Linked DNA regions of Oryzias latipes: region 2 is linked to region 1. The links are chromatin contacts, called in public Hi-C maps. All regions are on one chromosome and are shown on one strand. Each heading gives the region's core, a stretch centred on a gene start, on an enhancer-like site or on the middle of the called end of the contact. The rest is flanking DNA. Distances are from core to core; before and after follow the strand shown.

Region 1 (3,476 bases), core at 571-3,070:
AGAAATGGCCGTCCACTTCCCTGTTCCTTTCTGTCCGGCACTGTCTCTGATCTTCGGCAGCAGGTGTTTGCCATCGCTGTCCCTGTATTTGAGGATGTTTGCGGTGATCTCAATGAGGAAGGAGTCCAGCTCTGTCTTGTTCCAGCTCTCAAATGCCTGGTTGTGTTAACATTTGAAGATGAAATTCAGTTAGTCGCGCTGCTCCACTTGGATTTTTATTTTTTTTACCTTGGTGGAGGGGGGTCACACTCACCTGTCCCATCTCATCGTGATCCATCCCCAGAACATCCTTCATTAGGTGGTAGGCCTCACAGATCAGCTGCATGTCTCCATACTCAATGCCATTGTGGACCATTTTCACAAAATGCCCCGCACCCTCATCTCCAACCTGCCCCGGAATCAAACAGTCCTGAAACTTGTCGAGGTATCAAACTAGCCTTTTCATCAAAATCAGCAAAGCTTTAGCACTGACCCAGTCACAGCAAGGCTCTCCTGTCCCAACTTTAGCAGAAATGCTCTGGAAGATGTCCTTAATGTGGGGCCTTAAAGAATATACAAGTAGATAGTCAGACATGAAGTTATTCCAACCTTGTTTTTATTTCACACAATTATCCATGATGTACCAGGCCTCTTTATGTCCTCCTGGCATGAGTGAGGGTCCGTAACGTGCGCCCTCCTCGCCACCACTCACTCCACTGCCGACAAACAACAAGCCTTTCTCTTTTAGACTCTGACACCGCCGCTGGGTGACAAAAACAAAGCAAAACTGTGGAGACAACCTCAGGAAAAAGATTTTAAACACCAAACCGTGGCTCTCAAAAGGCTTACTGTTGTGTCTCTGTATTCAGAGTTGCCACCATCGATGATGATGTCGCCAGCATCCAGAAGTGGAACCTGAGAAATAAAAGAAATGTTTGAAATCTGCACATCTACACGTTTGGGTTTCCTAAAACTGGTACAACCCACTGACCAGCTTGTCTATGAAGTCGTCCACCGCTTGTCCAGCCTTGACCAGCAGGATGATCCTCCTGGGCTTCTTCAGCTTGGACACCATGTCTTCCAGGGACTCGGCTCCGACCACCTTGGAGCCTTTAGCCTCATTATTTAGGAAGTCGTGCACTTTGGACACGGTACGGTTGTAGGCGCAAACCTACAACAGAGATTTGACAGACTGAAAAGAAATCTTCTTTCTTCACCAAGGAAGATGGGAAAACATAGGAAGCCATGGTCTTACCACAAAACCATGGTCATTCATGTTCATGATGAGGTTCTGGCCCATGACAGCCAGGCCAATCAGAGCAATGTCAGCCCTGTGAAACCAGGAGCGAGCACGTTTACTGTCAGGACTCAAAACTCTGACTACAAAAGCGTTCTAAAGATTAGGCACACAGCCGTACATGCTAAAGTATTCATAATTGAATCTACTTTAAAAATGTACTTCATTTCCCAGAATCCATAGCGACTACATCGATATTTCTTTTTCTTAGGGGGGTTAAATGGAAATAGAATGAATTAACTATATACTTCGTTAAAAAACAATTTAGTTATGTAATAATAATACAACAAAGTTATTGTAGTTATAACTCCAGAGGCCTACAAACTGACAAACGGCCGTTTAAAACGCTACCACCCCCACGTCTATAGCATATATTCAAAATAGAAAACTCGAATAAACTTACTCAGCCATCGCGTTTGGGTGAAGAAACAGTCGATAAAATGTCTTAAACTGACAGTCAGACAGGTTATACGCTTAACACTCTTCTTCAGATTCGCTCTTCTTCCTGGTTCTTCTCCATCTAACTTCACTGAAAAGCCAAAGCACGCCCATCTCCCTCCAACTTCCAATCATAAAGCGCGTTGATTACCGATGCAACGTCGTTTGTAGCTTTTGATTGGTCAGAAACTCTGGGCAGAGAAATGGGTGGTTCCTATTGGTTGCTTTTGATGGTCACTCACGTTAGGTAATCCCACAGTGTACTCCCTGCCCCCGGTGTGGAAATTCGGTTAAAAACATTAAATAAATCAGGCTCCAAGTTACACACACAATGATAGTTTGAATCAATGGTTTTTTGACAATGAATTGCAACTAAATTAAGCTTTAACCGGCACATGGGAAGTCTTAACACACTCCTCATTTCCAATGGCCACCAAAGTAGTTTGTCTAATCCTGTCAAGTAAAATTCCCACCAGAAATTTTCTTCTACCTCTTGGGGATTCACGTCAGGTTACTGATGTTCACTCCAGTATGTCCCAGGATTTGCCCCCTATATAATCTTTTATGGAATGTGAGAAATTTCAGGGATCAATGTCCTTATAAAGCGTTGAAGTCCTGTTACATCAAATCTTTATCTAGAAAAATCTCTCTCTAGATAACACAAACAGTGAAATAGAAACACACCAAAATAAAAAAAAATGAAGCAAATTTGCCTATTGTTTAATGCAAAGTTAACTGAGCTGTAAAAAAAAGTTTGGGTTCGAAACCAACTGCAGGTATTATTTTTTTCTGTACATTTCATGTTTTTAAAATATAGCCGTCTTATTTAGAGTTAGCATTTAGTTGACAGTTGTACATCTATAAGCATTTGCTGCATCATGAATGCACGCACGAGAATACAAAACAAAATTAGAATTAAACCAACTTGTTTCCATTTCACCATCTTAATACGACCTACACATTTTCACTCTTAAAATAAAACTTTCAAACTGCAAGAAAATAGTCTGGAAAATGGGAGCAAAAGCCCAAATGAGGTGCGTGCTCTGAAGCCAAGTAGCTGCTTTATAAATACATGTATTAAAGTTGATCAATGTTGACGCTATTTATCACAAATCCTCTGGTGACCCATGTTACTTCTCATTAGTATGAGGAAACGAGGAGAATGAGTGTAAAGCAGAGTCTCTTAGGTATATTTGTCAAAGAACAGAAGAAAAAAAACACTGTAAAATGACAATTTAAAAAAAAATGTTCATGGCTTGTTTTAAAACAACTGTCAGTCCTTTAAATTATATCTGAAAATGTATTTAGAAAAAAATGAAAAAAGCTGTTTGGTTTGGTGTGCTCTGAAGCAGGAGCATCTAATGGACAGCAGGAAGCTGTAACTTGTCAAAACATGCTGGCATCACTAAAGCACGCCACAAAGGAGAGGACAAACGGGCATCACAGGTTTTTGCTAATGCACAGTTTGCACTTTTTATTGTTGCCTCATTCACTAAACGGTTCAATGGTGCAAGATTACCATACACAGAATTAGGATACCTGCATGACACATCTATGCTATACAGCGAATGGATTATAATTATTACAAATACAGTAAACATATTTACATTTTAGTTCAAGCTCCATACAACATAGATATTTACAAAGTAAGTATGAAAATGAAACCAGTCGGAAATAATATACAGTGGTAATGCTTGTTTTCAATTCCAAGGTACCAATTAAAAAAATAAACGTAGATGATTCGAAGCTATAAGGGGAGATG
Region 2 (3,476 bases), core at 477-2,976, 160 kb after region 1:
ACAATCATACGTTTAATTGTAATGACGTCCCTTGAAGTTTTGTACGAACCTCAAGGGAACTGAAAGACACACCTGCGTTCTCTTTAAGATGCGGCCTCTCCTGTCTATGACCCTCCACAGACCCGGATGACCCAAAAACATGCAGCATCCGAATGTGTCAACCCTTGTACTAAGGCCTTAGGTACACACGCCTTTGATCGGTTCCTTTTTGAAGGAGCGTGTCCCAACCCTTACAACTTCCAGTTAGGTTAGGTCTGCACAATAAATTGCAAATCTATAGACATCGGCTTGTGACACGTGTATCGCAATAGACAGGGTAAAATGCAATAAATGGTTACCCGATACGTTTACACACATGCTAAAAACAATCTCATGGCAGCTTGACTTATTTAGCAAATCAAATAGTCTTTTACACATTTGTCCAATCGGATTAACCCTTTCACACTGTTGACCAATCAATTGAAGTCTTTTTTGCTATATGTCTGCCTTCTATGTGGATGTGGGTCATTTGGAATTTAACTTAAGTTATGTTGACTTTTAATTAAACAAAACAGCTGCAATGAAATTAAAATGATGTATTAGTTGTTTTGCCATTTGTTTATATATCGCAAGCCATATCGTCATGGCAATACTGATCACTAATATCGTAAGTCACAGGTTTTCCTCATATGGTGTAGCCCTGGCCCTGATGATGAAGTTTCCTGCTGTAGACACCAGTAAAAGCGACATCAGAGCTCCTGAGCTTACATTTGATCCCATCTTTTTAAGCATGAGCAGGACCCGCACTTTCTGTTGGATGTACATGTCTTCAGGAGACTTCCCCGGCGCCTCCTCGCGGTTCATACCCCCTGCTCCTGTGGCTCTGAAAACAAACACATTTTAGCCACACATGCTAAAAACACACACAGCAAATTCAACCACAAATCTGAATTTGAGTCAATTACAAAACACACATTTATCTACAGAAACAATATTAGAGACTGAATTGCTTAAATGGTCCTGTAATGTGGTAAAGAAACACATATTTGAGCTCCGTGGAATAAACCCCGGCAGGAGACTTGGTTCTGTCACCAGTGGAGGTTTGCAGCATTATAAATATTGCACAGCAATATTTAACACAGATCTATCTCACCTCTAACAACTTTCATCTCAGATTCTCCGTCTAACTAATGACCTGCTTTTTTGCCGTCGGTCTGCAGAAGCAGGGAAGAGGCAAAGCGGGAGAGGAGAAATGCGGAGAAGAAAGCCATGGAAAGACCTGCCACAGCTAATGTGGGTGACAGAAAAGAAATACGTTTTGTTGTGAGAGCGCACACATCAACAACTCACTTGAGTCACGACTTTTGTCATATTAGATCGTTCTCGCAAAGCACCAGCAAGAAATGGCAATGAGCTAAACTGCAGATACACCTCAAATCTGCTACCTGAACATGCAAACAAAAAATTTAAACAATCATCTCCCCCAAATTTAAGATAAAGGTGAAATTAGTATGCACATCAGCTTTGTCCTCTGCTTACAATATTAGATTAGAGGCCTTTGTGGGGCTATGAAAGTTCTGCCAATTTATTTGGCCCTTTTATCCTTCCATAGGAGCTTTGATGCATGTTGGCAGACCGTTTGATGTGGGGTTATATTTAATTAGGGGGGTGACTTGATGTACCCTCTTTCCAGAACCCAGGGGGTGGGGTGGGGGTGGCAAAAATGAGGTCCTGCTGGCCGCGCGCAGGCGTTTGGTTGCCACAGTGACGTGGATTCAGGCAGATCACAGCAGCTCCAGGCCATAATTCTGATCATACTCTACAATTACAGCAACCTTCAGGGGCTTGTTTATTTCACACAACTCATTGCTAACTTTGTCATCTCTTATTCATCACAATGAGCGATGAAGAAACCAGTTTCTCCAGTTTGACCGGAACATCATGCGGGGTTTTAATTGCGGTTCTGCTGAAGACTCGGAGCCAGACAGACATGAAAAGAGTTCAGGCTCGCTGGTGTCAGCTCAGCTGCTCAGCAAACCTTCAGGGGATTGGTGGTGTGTGAATACATTTGGGTGGGGGTAGTGACATGAAGGACGCTAGAGGAGGGTGACGGGAGCGACTCATCCGATCCCGCTTCCAAACTCTGGGTTAAAAACAGACGTTTGAGAGCGGATCCAGGCAGCATGAAGGCTGAACCTGTGAGCATCCGTGCCTCTCCTCACAAGCACACTGGGATTTGTAAAGCCGCTGCACTAAAGCTGTTTCATATCATGTTTGATTGTTCAACCTTGAAAAACATCCATATTAAGCAGAATGTCAAGCTTCTGACCATTTTTAATTAAAACATTTTTATTTTATGGTATCAACTGTTAAAATAGTTGATATCATAAAATAGTGATATTCATAAATCCGTTTTTTGTCACAAATCCTACTTTATTGAGGAAACCTATTTATTTAAAGATGACTTATTTTTGCACCGGAGGAGTTTTAGATCAGGATTTTTTTTTTTACAATAAACTGACTAAAGAAATACCCAGAAATGCTGTTTTGAGCTCAATTTTCTTTATACATGTCCTCCATGATCAGAAAAATCAAAAACACAATTTTCATCTATGTGTGTCTTAGTTTTTAGAAACACCTGCTTGTTTCTTATGCTTTCCTAAAGGAGCAGTGATAGGATTTTATATAAATTGATTGGTGTTGCTCAAGTTTTTTCTTTTTCAAAGATCCGATACATGGCTGATGCAAGCATGAATTGAAAATGAAAAAGGGACATTTTATTGGCCTATTTTAACATTACTAAACAGTTTCATCAACTTAAACAGCCTCGGGTAATTCTTTGAAAAAAACAAAAATGAAAACCTCCAGATCGACGACGGCTGGCATCTTCTGATGTGTAGAAGAAACCGAGCTGAGGTAAGCTCCCTCCAGACTCCAAACTACAGCTCTCCTCTCTGTGATGTCCGAATTAAAATGTTGTTTCCGAGCCACATGTGGCGAACCGCAGGCAGAGGCGGTTATGATAACCCACGTGTGTGAAGTATACTTCACTGTGGCTGCAGACCAAGATCTAAAGATAGATGATCATTTAAAGGCAATAGCAAGCATGTATGGTCAGAGCAATCATTTATATCTCTTCATGCTTTCAATGTATTTGCAGAAAACACGTCTTTGTAGGTGAACATAGGCCTGGGCATCACTGCCTTCAAGCTCATGATTCAGTTTACACTTCCATTAAAATATATTTGTTTTTCAAGTTTCTGTTATAATTCCAGTTTTCTTTGGTTATAAAAATGATTTGTACATAAACATTATAAGAATATTTTTGCCTGGGAAAAAACCCAGTTTTCAGTTTTATACCCTAAATAAATAAAGCAGCTTTACAAATGATCTCGTACTAGTATACAACTAGACTGTATTAAAAGGTAAACAATGACCAAAGCAGTTTTGTCACAAATCTGGTTTTGAGCGTTCGCAGATGGTTTCTATTTTTCATT

What was found. A called contact is a pair of places that touch in the nucleus more often than the background predicts.
Region 2: a contact with region 1 is called in a Hi-C map of embryo, with 2.7 times the contacts expected there. The contact joins the enhancer-like site here to the promoter of pgd in region 1. A contact is called at or near these places in 2 of 5 Hi-C or Micro-C datasets (both in embryo).

What each region holds. Positions count from the first base shown.
Region 1 is chr7:9,838,508-9,841,983 of ASM223467v1, forward strand. pgd (6-phosphogluconate dehydrogenase, decarboxylating) reads right to left here and starts at 1,821. Exons shown (of 13, transcript XM_004070382.2): 1 at 1,680-1,821; 2 at 1,235-1,310; 3 at 971-1,150; 4 at 829-894; 5 at 624-742; 6 at 473-542; 7 at 254-388; 8 at 1-156. The coding sequence starts at 1,687. It overlaps kif1b (kinesin-like protein KIF1B), which reads right to left. Exons shown (of 48, transcript XM_020704567.2): 48 at 3,162-3,476.
Region 2 is chr7:9,997,510-10,000,985 of ASM223467v1, forward strand. It overlaps ctnnbip1 (beta-catenin-interacting protein 1), which reads right to left. Exons shown (of 4, transcript XM_004070387.4): 2 at 748-862. The coding sequence starts at 843. Among protein-coding and RNA genes, the nearest start is that of ctnnbip1, 6.3 kb to the right of the region's middle. Within about 2 kb of position 1,727, at least 1 of the 8 cell types and tissues checked has an H3K27ac peak or open chromatin away from gene starts, as enhancers often do. A contact at or near this core is called in embryo, where this site is marked.